4 separate regions of the Mus musculus genome follow, and regions 2, 3 and 4 are each linked to region 1. A link is a contact called in public Hi-C, HiChIP or PLAC-seq and promoter capture Hi-C data. All regions are on one chromosome and are shown on one strand. The core of a region is the stretch at or near the end of the contact, and the rest is flanking DNA. Distances in the headings are between cores, read along the strand shown. Region 1 overlaps Polr1a (polymerase (RNA) I polypeptide A). Region 2 has its middle 27 kb from the start of Gm38832. Region 3 overlaps St3gal5 (ST3 beta-galactoside alpha-2,3-sialyltransferase 5). Region 4 has its middle 21 kb from the start of St3gal5.

Evidence for each region. Hi-C and Micro-C count contacts between places; a contact is called where the count stands out from the background. HiChIP or PLAC-seq counts read pairs in DNA pulled down with a chosen protein or histone mark. Capture Hi-C pulls out chosen DNA fragments and counts their contacts.
Region 2: an H3K27ac HiChIP or PLAC-seq map of the NIH/3T3 cell line shows a contact between it and region 1, with 7 times the contacts expected there. The contact joins two enhancer-like sites. A contact is called at or near these places in 1 of 15 datasets of contacts at CTCF or cohesin (the NIH/3T3 cell line), 5 of 484 Hi-C or Micro-C datasets (bone marrow-derived macrophages, embryonic fibroblasts, liver and 2 more), 5 of 115 datasets of contacts at active chromatin or transcription factors (the NIH/3T3 cell line, embryonic basal ganglia, embryonic midbrain and 2 more) and 3 of 9 other capture datasets (adipose tissue, liver and pancreatic islet).
Region 3: a promoter capture Hi-C map of liver shows a contact between it and region 1. The contact joins two enhancer-like sites. A contact is called at or near these places in 2 of 15 datasets of contacts at CTCF or cohesin (the G1E-ER4 cell line and the NIH/3T3 cell line), 28 of 484 Hi-C or Micro-C datasets (the C2C12 cell line, the G1E-ER4 cell line, Kupffer cells and 18 more), 8 of 115 datasets of contacts at active chromatin or transcription factors (the HPC-7 cell line, embryonic basal ganglia, extraembryonic endoderm stem cells and 5 more) and 3 of 9 other capture datasets (adipose tissue, liver and pancreatic islet).
Region 4: a Hi-C map of uterus shows a contact between it and region 1, with 2.2 times the contacts expected there. The contact joins two enhancer-like sites. A contact is called at or near these places in 1 of 15 datasets of contacts at CTCF or cohesin (the NIH/3T3 cell line), 7 of 484 Hi-C or Micro-C datasets (bone marrow-derived macrophages, granulosa cells and uterus), 7 of 115 datasets of contacts at active chromatin or transcription factors (embryonic fibroblasts, epiblast stem cells, fetal liver and 4 more) and 4 of 9 other capture datasets (adipose tissue, embryonic stem cells, liver and 1 more).

What each region holds. Positions count from the first base shown.
Region 1 is chr6:71,932,277-71,935,729 of GRCm38.p6, forward strand. All of the region lies in intron 12 of Polr1a (polymerase (RNA) I polypeptide A), which reads left to right. Among named protein-coding and RNA genes, the nearest start is that of Polr1a, 25 kb to the left of the region's middle. Within about 2 kb of position 1,830, at least 131 of the 459 cell types and tissues checked have an H3K27ac peak or open chromatin away from gene starts, as enhancers often do. A contact at or near this core is called in the NIH/3T3 cell line, Sertoli cells, adipose tissue and 3 more, where this site is marked.
Region 2 is chr6:72,187,349-72,190,801 of GRCm38.p6, forward strand. No RefSeq gene overlaps it. Among named protein-coding and RNA genes, the nearest start is that of Gm38832, 27 kb to the left of the region's middle. Within about 2 kb of position 1,818, at least 87 of the 459 cell types and tissues checked have an H3K27ac peak or open chromatin away from gene starts, as enhancers often do. A contact at or near this core is called in the NIH/3T3 cell line, adipose tissue and trophoblast stem cells, where this site is marked.
Region 3 is chr6:72,141,135-72,144,587 of GRCm38.p6, forward strand. It overlaps St3gal5 (ST3 beta-galactoside alpha-2,3-sialyltransferase 5), which reads left to right. Exons shown (of 7, transcript NM_001035228.2): 4 at 1,006-1,349. Among named protein-coding and RNA genes, the nearest start is that of Gm38832, 19 kb to the right of the region's middle. Within about 2 kb of position 1,642, at least 11 of the 459 cell types and tissues checked have an H3K27ac peak or open chromatin away from gene starts, as enhancers often do. A contact at or near this core is called in Sertoli cells and liver, where this site is marked.
Region 4 is chr6:72,074,943-72,078,395 of GRCm38.p6, forward strand. No RefSeq gene overlaps it. Among named protein-coding and RNA genes, the nearest start is that of St3gal5, 21 kb to the right of the region's middle. Within about 2 kb of position 1,584, at least 14 of the 459 cell types and tissues checked have an H3K27ac peak or open chromatin away from gene starts, as enhancers often do. A contact at or near this core is called in uterus, where this site is marked.

The DNA.
Region 1 (3,453 bases), core at 580-3,079:
GTTAGTACATTGTTGGGAGCTATCTGAGGGATTCAAGAAGCAGCAAGGTACGTTTTGCTTACCAGGCAAATAAACGTAAGATAATCTTTCTGTTCACTCAAATCAATGAGTTGCAATGAGGAGGAAAGTTTGAAGAGGAATATGCAATGAGGGAGGGGTCAGTACTACTGAGTGCTGCTCAGTAGTAATGAGTATTGAGTGCTTCTGTGTGCTCGGGCTTTGCAAGGACATGACCCCGACAGGGACTGCCAATGAAAGAATGTGATCTGTGAGCCCAGAAGTGACTCTTCAAGGGCTGCAGGGGAGTTATGGATAAGTAGAGTCAGGTTGCAGAAGGGGCACCAGGGACATGTGGCTGTAGAGAAGGGTCAGAAGAGACGAATATGATGTCATGGAGAGGAGAGGGGTGTCAAGGGAAGACACAGGTTTTAGCGCCCATCTCCTGTAAAAACTACAGGTGTGAGGTGTAGATGGAGGGAGAGGTCATAGGATTAAGAACAAGCTATGAGAATATTAATCAAATAAAGAGTACAATAAGAGAAGATGAAGTCCTCTCAGCGTACACAGTGTGGGAGCAGTTGGGAATTTGGGGTGAGGGGATCCCTTGCAGGTTTTGTGTCTACACTTGTTTCTTGTCTGTAGTTAATGGAGTTCTTTAGTCCTGAGAAGGAGGCAGATTTCAGAGCCTTTACACTGAGGAAATAGGCAGTAAGCAGGTAAGAGTAAATTGAAGAGTAAATCAGAAATGGCCTGCTGCTCTTGGAGTATAAAGATAAGTCAGAGGTGTATCGGGATGCTTCCTCACATGGCCTGATGACTGCTGTGGACTCAGGTGGGGACAGGCAAAGGGTGGTGGGACAGGAGCTCCACTGAGGGAGCGCGCCCAGCCGCAGTGTGCTAGGCACTTCTCGTGAAGCCAGTGAGAGTTCTTCAGGAGCGGTGAGGGTGAGTGCTCGGGGCTCAGTTCTTCATCTTCCAACTTGGGCCCGAATCCTCAGCAAGTTCAGAAGGCCACCGATCACCTCTCACCGCAGCTGGTCAGCTGGCTCCATCTCCTCTTGGGGTTTGCAGATGTTGTTTCTCTGCCTTCCTTGTGACGCTGGAGCTGAATCCTGCTGCTCCTTCAAGTCTCAGGCCAGCCCTCTTTCCCTAGGGTCAGAGTAACTATTTCAGCCTTAATTGGTCTTGAGCTCTTACTATATAGTGTGAAAGCCAGTGTAGACAAATGGATGTGCATCCAAAAATATTTACAAAACCAGGTAGCCAGGCTGCAGACCGTATTTTACTACTCCTGAAAAGCGTGTGTTCCCCAGCACACGTAGTGTACCCTCCCTCATCCTACCCTTGCTTCTTGCTCTCACCACATGGTGCATCCCTATGTATGCACCCATCTCTCTGTTTGAGTTCCCCATTCCTGTGCAAAGACAGAAAACACAAGGGGTCCTTCCATCAGGTCCTAGGACTCAGAATGTCACATTGTCAATAATGTTATGTACATAGAGGACGCTTTGACATAGGCATGCATGCACTTCTAAGGGCTGGGAGAGGTGAACGGGAAGGAAACTAAAGATGAACTTACAGGTTAGGTCGGGGGGAAGGGTTGGCAGAAAGGTTATTGTAGTTTCTCTGTGATGGGGGTAACCACTGCCCTTTCCCCTGAGGCTCAACAAGAAGGAAGTGTTCAGGATAACCTAGGCTTGTTTCTCTGCCTGGCTGCCTGAGCAGCCTCTGGCCCCACGCCTGCCCCTGCAAACTCTTAACCCGGGCACTGGGGCACACTAATTTTCACCACAGTATTTATTTAGTGACAAGAGAAAGGAAAGGCCTTGGGTTTGGGTTGGCAAGGGGAGATTTCTGTTTGGATTGGCAAGTGCCTGGCAGACTGGCCTACATCTCTTCCCAGCTGCAGTGAATTTGCTTACAATGGATTCACTAGTCTCAGATTCTAGGCCCAACCTGGGCTCTTGGGACTGAGCCACAGATCTGGGCAACTTTTCCCTTGAGACACTGAGGAAAGAAAACCTCAGGCTGTGTGACGCACAGAGCAGCCAGTGCCCTGGGCAGCTGCTCAGAGGACTCCTCAGAGTTCAGGTCTCCTTGGAAACATGCAGGACTCGCCTGTGGGGGCAGGAAGGTTGGAATTCCTCAGGCAGCCAAAATACAGACTGCTTATCTTAGGGCTGCTACCCTGCTCCAGCCAAGGGAACTTTGAGGAGAACTGACAAGGACTGTGGGGGGAGGGGGGCATGTCTTCACAGCCCAGCTGACAGGCTTACCCTGGTCAGCTTCCCAGTGTGCCCTCACAGGTGGGCCACAGAAGGCTTCAAGACCTGTTTCCTCCTGCTTCTTAACTCTGTGACACAGATGGGACTAGAAAGAGAGGTGATTACCTCTGGGTCCATATCCTCTGGGCCCCTTACCTTTATGCAGTTTTTGTTGTTTTTGGGTTTTTTTGGGTTTTTTTGTTTTTTTTAATATGTCCTTGTGGTGTGTAACGTCAGCTTTGAGGAAAAGCTGTTCTGTCAAAGGAGCCGACAGGCTGGGTTTAAAAGGGCAAAGTGGGATCAGTGTTTGTCTTAAAAGGGAAAATTTCTTGTAAAAGGGAAAATTTCTTGTGCTCTTTTTATTCTTTAAAATTTGTATCTTCTGGTTTTCGCCCATCAATGAGCATACGACTTATGCAGTTTTTTGTTTTGTTTTATTTTGCTTTCTTACTGCATTTCTTTATTTGGGAAGAAGTCAGGGATCCACATGCCAAGGCATGTGTGTGGAATTCAGAGACACTTGTCTCCTCCTTCCATCATGTGTTCTCTCCTTCTGTCACGTGGGTCCCAGCGATCAAAGTCAGGTGTCAGGCTTGGTAGAAAGTGCCTTTACCCACCGAGTCATCTCTGGCTGGCAGAGGCAGGAGGATCATAAGTTTGAGACCAACTTTGACAACACAACAAGACAGTATTTACTAAAATGTTTATGCAGAAGTAATATGTGTTTTAATATGAACAATACTAAGATCTGGGGCGGTTAAGATGTGTTACTCAGTGCCTCAACGCCTTTTCTTTTAAGTCCACACCCCAGAGGCCTAGCAGTGAGTACCCACACGCCTTTTCCTATGTGCAGCTGCCCTAGATGTAGTTGATTTCCAGTCGTTGCATCCTGCTTCCTTACTGGGATTTTGATTTTGTTGGTTCTTTTAGCATCACACTGAGACTGGCATTGACCTAACCTAACCTCTATAATCACTGTAGCATTCTGTAATGTGTATACACTGGAATTCACTGCCATTTCTGTGGGACAGTTAGAATAGTTCTACTTTTCTGCCATTGTAAGCTGGGCTGCATAAACATACATTCTTTTTGCTAACCTTGGCATTTTGCTTACATCTTTTTTCCTTCTGAACAGCTAAGAGGAAATGTTTTAAATGTCATGGGGGGCGGGGGACGTATTTTCAGATTG
Region 2 (3,453 bases), core at 568-3,067, 260 kb after region 1:
GACCAGAGGGGTCAAGGTCAACAGGATGGGAGGGGAGGCCCAGGGAGGTGAGAGCCTTGGAGAGATGGGAGGAAGAGGAAGAAGAGGAGAAGGAGGAAGAGGAAGAAGAAGAAGAAGAGCAGGAGGAAGAGAAGGAGGAGGAGGAAGAGGGGAGGAGGAAGAGGAGGAGGAGGAAGAGGAGGAGGAGGAAGAGGAAGAGGAAGAAGAAGAGCAGGAGGAGGAAGAGGAGGAGGAGGAGGAGGAAGAAGAAGAGCAGGAGGAAGAGGAGGAGGAGGAAGAGGGGAGGAGGAGGAGGAGGTGGAGGAGGAAGAGGAGGAAGAGGAGGAGGAGGAGGAGGAGGAGGAGCCTCTTTGGAGAGGGTGGTGGGACAGGTACTTCCCAGCAGACCCAGCTGTGGACATTTCAGGGCACTTGACAGAGATGAAGCAGGCTCGGGTGTGGGAGCTATGTGCCAGATCAGCAGCTCTGACCACCGCCCCCTCTTCTTTAGTCTCATGGTGCCGCACATCTGGACTGTGAAGAAAGACTGCACGGGTACAATTGCTCAGTTGATGCCCCCCCCCCAGTTGGATGGTGTTGGGTGAGTCTTGGGGGTCCTGTTTTTCTATATTGCTGTTAACAGATTCTCTTGCTAGGCTGCTGTGAGGATTGATTAACTGATACTGGCTCTGAAGGGTCAGCTCCATATAATAATCACGCTGCCTTTTAGTGAGCACTTGATACAACCAGACTCCAGCTAGTTCCCTACCTAGTTCATCTGAAACCTTCACAGGAGACTCCCAAGTAGCTTACCATTAAAAAAAAAAAAACAAAAAAACAAAAAAAAAAACAAAAAACAAAACAAAAAAAAAAAAACAAAAAAAAAAAAACAAAAAAAAAAACATCTATTTATTCTTTGACAGTTTCACACACATATACAGTGTACCTTGATCATGCCCCTGCCCGATCCCTGCCTCCCATGTTCATGTCCTCTTAATTTTTCTGTTATCATCGTCATCGGCGGCGGCGTCATCATCATCATCATCGAACCCACCGAGTTCAAATAGAGCTGCTTGATGGGAAACTGACAGACCTACGGCTTGGTCTTGTGCTGGTAACCCCAACAGAAATGAAGTGAGTTCCCGGAATTCAGCAGTTCCCAGCTCCCCTCCCCATCCACAGACTCTCACAGTCTCCCTTCCTCTGCTAAGGTTCTCTGAGCCTTGGGGGAGGAGGTTGGTTTGCTGATCCTATTTAGGCCTGAGTTCTCCGTAATCACTTAGCATCAGCACTTTGACTAATTCTAAGTCTCTGTATTAATTGTTACTCGGGCCAGAAGCGTCTCTGACCAATGTGGTTCTAATCTATGGATACAAATATAAATGCCTTAACATTTTGTCCCAGTGTTACAGATGGGCAGGTAGAGGCCCTTGCCCACAGTCACAGAGAGAGGGGCAGGGTGGTGAGTGGTTTATTTCCTTCCCAGGTTCCAAGGACCCATTGGGAACCATCCTGGGCCATGCAGGTCTCTGGCTGATGGTCCTGAAGGTTTGGAACAGGATGTGTGGGGATCAGAGCTCATCAGCTCTGCTGGACCCTCCCCTCACCCACATCCAGAGTCCTGGTTCTCTTGTTAAAAGCTGGGGTGGGGGAAGGAGCCCTTACACACAGCGCAAATGTGTCCCTCGCTGCCTGGATTCTCCTGGAACCCGGGCTGCGCGCACAGACAGAAGTTGTGTACACAGGATTTTAGTATTTCCTCTCCGGCTCCAGCCCCAATTTGAGGGCCTGTAAAAGCTTGAACGGCGTCCAGTGCGGCGTGGTTTGCCTAAGCCAGGCTCCCGGCGCTGAGTCAAAGCCCACACAGGGACCAGGGCGCCTGGGGTGGGGTGGGGGGACCAAGCAAGGAGGGGCGGATGGCGGGAGGGAAGCTGCTGGGGGGATGGAAGCACGGAGAAAGGCGCCAGCTGTGGGGGTAAGGGGACGCGGGGCGGGGAGGGGACTCCAGAGCGCCCACACGCAAACGGCCCAGTCTGCCAGGAGCTGGCTGATCTAGCTCTAAGCAAACCTCAGGGGCTGGGGCGCACTCCTGGGGAGAGGCTGAGGCGTAATTCCGTGACCCCTTTCCTCCCCCAGAGCCAGGGAAGCTTTCCCGTGTTGGTTGGGACAGTATTGGAGGTTAGGGAGAGAAGGCTCCTTGTGGCCGGGAGGTAGGTACTGAAGACTCTTCAGGCCACTGACTTTTAAGCATCTCAACTCTCAGCGTGAAAACGCCTTGTCCTTGAGCTGTGTGAACCTTCACAGCTCCCTCACTCAGCGTTCTCTCCTCTGTAAAGCCCGAGGGTGTGTCTACTCCCATCTCTGCAGCTCTAGTTCCAGCATATGGATGTGTGAGGCAGGAGAGAGACACAGGAAAAAAAAAAAAAAAAGGACGGGTCTTCCTCACCCTGGGACCCAGTGTGCAATGCCTGCTGGCTGTGCCCAGAAACTGCAATCCTGTTGATCAAGCCGAAACTGTCAATTGAGGTTGGGCTTGTCTTCTTGAATCCATAGCAAACATGGGTGTTTAAAACACACATGGTGCACACTTTGGGTCGAGGGCTGTGGCCTTAAAGTTACCAGGATCAGCGTCTTCTCCTCTCTAAATCTAAACACGCCTCATAAAACCTTACCTTGCAAATTCATTCGTAATCTCTTAAGACACGTAAGTAAACTGTTCACTTTCTAAACTTAATTTTTTTTAATGGGTGGTGGTGGAGAATGTCAGCAGGGTGGAACAGTCTGAAGCTTCTGTACCCCAAGCTAGCTAGGCACTCTCTGTGTGATTGAGGGTGACCTTGAACTCCTGATCCTCCGTCTCCACCTCCCGAGTGTCGAGATTGGGGGGGGGGGGGGGAAGCATGTGTCACCACACCCAACTTAAACTTCACTTAAGTTTTAAACTTTGCTTAATCTTTAAGGCTTGTGGTAATTGCATCCTTTGAATGGCATAATTTAGAAAAACCGCAGGATCCTGCAAAGTGCCACTGTGCTGGTGCAGTAGTGTGACTTCCTCTAGAAAACCTGCCCTCAACGTCGGAGCTGTGGACACTCTTTTCCTAGTGGCCATTCATATTCTCCCCCCTCCCCCTGCCCCCCCCACTCTCCATCTCCTTCTCCCCTCCCCCTCTCCTCCTTCCTGCCTCCCCCTCCCTCATCAGTGCTTAATGTTTTACCTCTTAACTCTGCTTAATAAACTCACTAACTCTGATTCACTCTGACTTGTGTTGAAGTACTTTTCTGGGGTGCAGGCAGGGACACACCACCACCACTACCACCACCCCATCCCCAGCCCATCCCCCACCTGTCCTTAACTCTTCACAGATCCGGTCTGAGGGCAAGGAGTGCCTGCTGAAGGAAGACTTGGCACTTCTTTGCTCTGTGTGAAGGGGTCAGGGTGGGAGCTCTGCCTGCACCTATGTTGCTCACACTCCG
Region 3 (3,453 bases), core at 392-2,891, 210 kb after region 1:
TAGAATCTCCATGATACACTGACAGGTTTGAAGACAAGATACAGTCTTAAAAGTAGGTATCCTGTGACCTACAGGAGCCTGTGCCACACATCTGCACGGACTCGTGTGCACACAAGAGAAAACTGCCCCGGGGGAGGGGGGGAGCGGGGGGAGCTGTCGGACACAAAGATGGGAAGCACACAGCAGGAGCAGCACGTGGGAAGTCTTCTGACTGGGCCTCAGCAGCTGGCCTCGGTAGGAGGACCATCCCTGGGCACGTGCACAGGAACCAGCAAGTTCTGTGAGGTCAGGACACTTGTTCTCTGATAACACTGAAGGTCATTGTCTCCCAGACGGCACAAAGCCATAGAACAAAATTTACCATCTTAGCCAGTCCTGAGGGCCAAATCAGAGCATTGCAACATGCCAAGCAAACATACCACTGGGTGCATGCGTGTGTGTGTGTGTGTGTGTGTGTGTGTGTGTGTATGTGTGTGTGTGCACTATAACACAGTACGGAGGTCAGAGGACCACTTTGGGGAGTAAGCTTACTCCTTCTATTCTGTGAGTTCCCAGAGATTAATTAAACTCAGGTCAGCAGCAAGCATCTTTACCTACTGAGCCATCTTTCTGGCCCTCCAGAATCTTTCAAAAATACTGTTTTTGTTACTGTCAGACACATTCCTTATCTCTGCATCTCCTCAGTCCCTGGTCCCACTATTCTTCCTTGTGTTTTCTATAGATCTGACCACTATGCATACTGCAGGTAAGTACAGTCAGCCAACTTAGGGCCCATCTTCTGGTGACAGTTTGCCTCAGTGGCATAATGAAAGTAATGGCCTTGTAGAGTTTCTGTTCTTGTCATAAGATATGGCCTTCTGGTTCCTGCCCATTCCTGAGAAAACACTAACCCTAAAAGGTAAATGATGTATATCATCAGATGGTAATCACAGGACTAAATGTCTAGACAGTGTCATTTCTAATGTTGGAGAGGTTTTAAAGCCTATGTTGGTCATCCCCTTCCAGAGAGCTCAGAGCTATGCTCAGGAAGTCTTGCAGAAGGAATGTCGGCCCAGGTACGCGAAGACGGCTATGGCTCTGTTATTTGAGGACAGGTACAGCATCAACTTGGAGCCTTTTGTGCAGAAGGTCCCCACGGCCAGTGAAGCTGAGCTCAAGTATGACCCGCCTTTTGGATTCCGGAAGTTCTCCAGTAAAGTCCAGAGCCTCTTGGATATGCTGCCCGAACATGACTTTCCTGAACACTTGAGAGCCAAGGCCTGCAAGCGCTGTGTGGTTGTTGGGAACGGGGGCATCCTGCACGGACTAGAGCTGGGTCACGCCCTCAACCAGTTCGATGTGGTAATAAGGTATCTGCGCTCCAAACCAGCCTTGCTTCTCTAGAATCTTCCAGGGACAGAGAGGAACAGTGGGAGCTCTTCAGCACCCCTGCTTCAACTCTTGGGGGTGTTGAAACAAAATCACAAATGGCCAAGTGTCCAAACTGCATTGCTTACCCTAGATCCAAGGCCTATGTGTGGGCTGCCGTCACTGGCCAGGCCTCGCAGAGGAAGGAGGTTTGGAAAGGTGGAGGTGGGGGCTTGGTAACCAGTACTGTAAGACAGAGCCTGTAGGCTGATGCAAGGCAGGAGGGCAACACCTGGCTTTGGGGACAAAGTTTAGGGACAGTGAGCCCTGGGAGGACAGCCAGCCTCCAGGGCAGTTAGAACTCAGCACAGGCAGGAAACAGCCATCCTAGAGTTCAGTGATGTTCCTGACTCTTCAAGGGGGGGCGAGTGCTTGCTTGCATACTTGTTTGGTTTGGGGGCTTCTTGTTGTTGGGGGCGTTGTTTTGTTTGTTTGGTTGGTTTCTGTTTTTTAGGACAGGATCTCTCTGCCTAGGGTTAAAGGCATGTGCCACCACACAGTGCCTAAAAGTTATTTTTCCTATTTAATTATTTAGATTAGGGATATAGCCAAATGGTAGAATGCTTGCTTATAATACACAGGGGCCTGGATTTAGTGATAGTGCAGGAAAGAAAAAGGTTATCCAATTATAAATGTAAAACATACCCATTATTAGGAAGAAAATGAGGGCTACTCGGAACAGGAATCAGCAGCCACTGCCGACTGCTGTGCAGCCCCCCTCACTCCTGCTCTGGATGTGAGGTTGCGTCTGTGTTTCTGTCTCTCTCTAAAGATTGACTTTGTTTTTGGTTTGTGTAACCTGTGTATGTGTGCACATGCGAGGGAGTGCCCGTGGAGGCCAGAAGAGGCCGTCAGAATCTCCCAAGTGAAGTTACAGGCTGCTGTTAGCCACCCAACATGGCTGCTAGAAACCAAACTCTGGAAGAGCAGCAGGCGCCCTTCACCACGGGGCACCTCTCCAGCCCTCCACTGTGTTTTTACAAGATAGTTTAAACTTACACTTATGATTAGTTTCTGAGGTCTTAGTATCTTAGCGCTCCTTTAGAAGAAGATAATTTTTTGGTGGCTCTTTTGCCAGACATTAGAATATTTATGTCTCTTTACTTTTTATTGTGAAACTACTTTGCATATTTTTATGCACATGTCGTTTTATCCAGCTATGATTGGTTCCTTAGACAAGTTATTTAAAATAGAATTGGTCTCTTCAAGACCTGGGGCCTATTTTTCCGACCCTGGGTTACACTGCAGTAAATTAGCCACAAGATCTGGGTCCTCATTCAGTCTGTCCTGCAGAGACCCATGGGCAGGCGGGAGAGAGGGGAATGAAGACAGAGCCTACAGACGAAGGTGTGACATGCATGGCTGGGGGTGACACACAAAGAGTGGAAATAGTGACAAGACTGAATTTGGGGGACATACTGAAAAGTAATTGACAGCCCCTTTTAATAGCTTGAAAACTAATCTCAAGTGATAGATTTCTACTCCAGGGATCTCTGACCTTAGCAGAACCACTAACCAGAACCACTAACAGAACCCCGGAAGTGGGGAAAAACTGGTTAGCAAGGGACATGACAAAACCCATCCCAGCCATTTTGACTCCCAAAATGAGGATGTTCACATGGACCTTTGTGATTTGGGCCAGCCACTCCACAGTGCCTCAGTTTCCTCATCTGTAGTCCAGAAGCAGTAAGGTTTGTCCACTGTGGAGACCAGACGCACGGACGGTAAAGCACTAAGAGCAGTGAGTGACAGGATGGTGCTCTGTAAATGCCACAGCTACTTTGGGGGAGAGCATAGGATGCAGGGCGCTGGGGCGAGGTGCAGTGGGTAGGAGGCCTTTGTAGGAATAGTTGGGTATTCAAAGGGGCAAGGAAAAGAAACCAGGAAGAAGCAGAAAGGAGCCTCAGATGACTGGGAGCAGAGCAGAGTGGGCCGGGTCTCACGGGGAGGTCAGTGGCGACATGAAACAGCTGCCACCTGTTCCGGCTTTTTGTTGCCTGGCAGTGTTAAGTGCTTTCTTCTCAGAAATAATCCCAGTTGTTGATG
Region 4 (3,453 bases), core at 334-2,833, 140 kb after region 1:
GGGTTATATCTTTTTTTTATTACATTTTTTTATTTGGGAAGGGCACATGTATACCACAGTGCACATGTGGAGGTCAGAGGACAATCTTCAGGGTCAGCTCTTTCCTTCACCATGCGGGTAAGTGCTTTTACCCAGTGGGCCAGCCTGGACTATTTCTTATGGGAAGTAAAATCATAGTTCAGAGTAATGAAGACAGTCAGACTGTCTATAAACGAAGGCGTATGTGTTAGAATGTGTAGAACCTACCCAATTTTCCCTCTGGTCCTAATAGAAGGGATGCTGTGCTTCACGCCTGCCACAGAGAAAGCATGTCTCTGTTTCCTCCTCTTCAAAATCTAGACTAATGAAGTGGGGCACAGGCAGAGACGGAGGTATCCAAGTATCACAACCAACACGGCTCAGATCATCCCCCTGACCCTCGCTCTCCAAGCCCAGGAGTCCTTTCTCCAAAGGATTGTCTCAGTCAATGTTGGGCTCTTTCTTGGACCCTCACATCAAGCCACCCACACGTAGGACAGAGATCTAGATGGCATATTCTAGTTGCTGCCAGTCATTTGGAGATTAGAATGCTTTATGGTGGTTGTTCAACCCTCGCTGCTCGATCCCTCAGAGAGTCCTCCTACCATTCTGGCTTGCCCCATCCCTGGATCAGTATGGCTACCTAGAGAAATTCATGGAGCCAAGTGCAAGGTAAAACTACAGGGTGTTGAAAAATGAATCCAGGGCTGGGAATGTAGGTCAGTTTATACAGTGCTTGCCTGACATGCAGGAAAAAACCCAGGATTCTACACACACACATACACCCCCCCCCAGCCATATGAACCAATCCTGATGGTGCATGGTTGGAATCTCAGCTCTCAGGAGGTGAAGGCAGGAAGATCAGAAGTTCAAGGGCAACCTTAAATATATAGTGAGTTTGAGGCCAGCAAGAGCACACCATTCAGCCAACTGTAGAGTCCTATTGATCACCAGGCCTTTCTAACTCATAGACCCTATGCATGCTGTTCAATCTCAACTGTCAACTTGCCAGAGACCTAGAATTACCTAGGAGATAAGCACCTGGGAATGCCTTTGGAAGATTATCTTGATCTCGTTAATTGAGATAAGAAGACTGACCCACTGTGGGACCAGTCTCTAGGCTGAGATCCTGGGCTGTGTGAAAGGGATAGATTGATCTTTACCCTCCCTCTGCTTCCTTTGATCTGCAAAGTGACCAGCTGCTGCCCAAACTCCCCCACTAATGCAGACTGTAACATGTGACTCAAAATAAACCCTTCCTCCCTTAGTGTGATCTCGTTGGGAGTATTTTAACACAGAACAGCAAAAAGTAAGAAGTTACAGACCATTCAGTCTTCCATTCTAATGACAAAGGTCGTCAAGACCCTGGCCAGCATCCTACTGATTAATAGCAAGTAGCAGAACACTCCTGTATTTATGGGCACAGAGGGGCTGATGTCAGCATCAGTTTGTCTTCAGATGCTGACATTCCACCTCATTTGCTGACATTCACCACAGCATAATTCAGTGTGGGAGGAGGAATACTCACCCCCACAAACTCTGTTGTTTTGCCTTTGGTCCTACCCATGTGGTTATATCCTTGTGGTCCACAAAGGACAACCAGAGTCAGTTTTTGGAAGGAATGGGGCTGGACTCTGTTAGTGGAAACTCTTTCTCAGAATTGTACGAGGCAAAACGATCTTCACAGACTTTATTTTTAGCAGATGTTCTTCACTGGCACAGTGAAACGCACTGTCCGTCAACATTCTAGTAACATAGTAAAGTGTGTATTTATAAAGATGCTCTAATGCGTTGCCATGGAGTAAAGGACCTCTGTTTCCGTGGGATGTCCTTCCGAAATGTGTGCTGATGTCAGCTCCCTTTTTCTGGATAGGACGAGGCAGCAGGGGAGGAGGGAAAGGAAGGGGTAGCTCGCTTCACTTGTGCTGAGTTTTCTTTTGGCTGGGCTCCTTTCTGTGGGAGATTAGAGGAGAAAAGTTGGCCACCAAGGAAGGCCATGGCCTCCCTCATAACCTTCTCAACTATACCAGCTACTTTACTCATTGCTATGACAAAAACCAACATTAAGAAAGGAGGAGTTCATCTTAGCTGATATGTTGAGAGGGTCCAGTCTGGCATGGTGGGAAAGGCAAGGTAGCCTGATACAGATGATCATGTTGGGTCCAGTCTGGAAGCAGAGAGCCAGGAGGGCCATGCTCAGCTCATTTCCCCTCTTCTCCAGCTTTACTCAATGTTGATTCCTAACCTTCATGTTCCCCACACCCAAAGGTGTGTCTCCTCAGCATTCTAAACCAGTCACATTGATAGTGAAGATTAATCACCATACCCTTCCTCCTCGTCCTCCTCCTCCTCTACGTATTTACCATTCTTCAGACCCATGAGTATGAGGGGTTGAGGCAAACACTGCACATGAGAATCCAAGGGAGAGACATAAGTGGATCATAGCAGAGCCTAATTACCATGGTGAACAAAAATGGCTTAAAACCAACTCATCCTTAGCATCAAAAATGGCAGGATTGATGCCACATATAAACAGCAAAAGGATGCTAATGGTTAGGATGCTAATGGTTAGGATGCTGATGGAATGAATCTCAGGATGCTGATGGTTAGGATGCTAGTGGTTAAGATATAGAAGTTAGAGAGCCTACACTAGGCTACCCAGATTCCCAATGTTTAGGCTGTCCATTTGTCCTGATCTCTGTCACTAAATATTTCTTGCTGCAAGAACCAGTTTGGGTGAGGCTGAGCTTTCATCAAAACTCACTGACGTGTCATTCCACATAAGACCGACCAAGCTCTCGGCATGGCCTCGGGCAAAAGACAGGCATGAGAGTAAGCTGAGGCAGCACAAATGGATGGCAACCCTGCCTTTAAACCTCCACTCACTCCCCCATGTACAAGGTCTTAAAGAGATGCTTTGTGGGAAGATCTTACGAGAGAAGACAATGATAGCAGTAGCATTCTGGAACCAAGAAAGAAAGCAAAGGAGGAGACACATGACTGAGCAAAGAACACAAGCCAAACCCCAAGCCACAGGCTCTTCAGAGGTAGAAGAGGGGCTGACCAGATGGTCAGTCAGTAAAGTATTCGCCTTTCAAGTATGAGGACCTGAGTTTAATCCCCACAATGCACGCAAGACATGTGTGCAAGACAGGTGTGGTACCACCTACTCATAGTCTCAGCTCTGGCAAGGTAGAGAAACAGAAGGATCCCTGAAGCTTGCTGGTCAGCCAGCTAGCCTGCTTGGTGACTTCCAGGCCAGTGAAAGACACAACAAAAACTCCAGCTTCCAAACAAGAAACAAAACAATAAAACCAACCAACGAGACTGGTGGTGCCTGAGGATCAACATTGGAATTTGTTCTTTGGTTACCACATGCATGCCTACGTGCACAAACACAGAGAGATAGAAGAGAGAGCCCCAAGGACTTTGGAA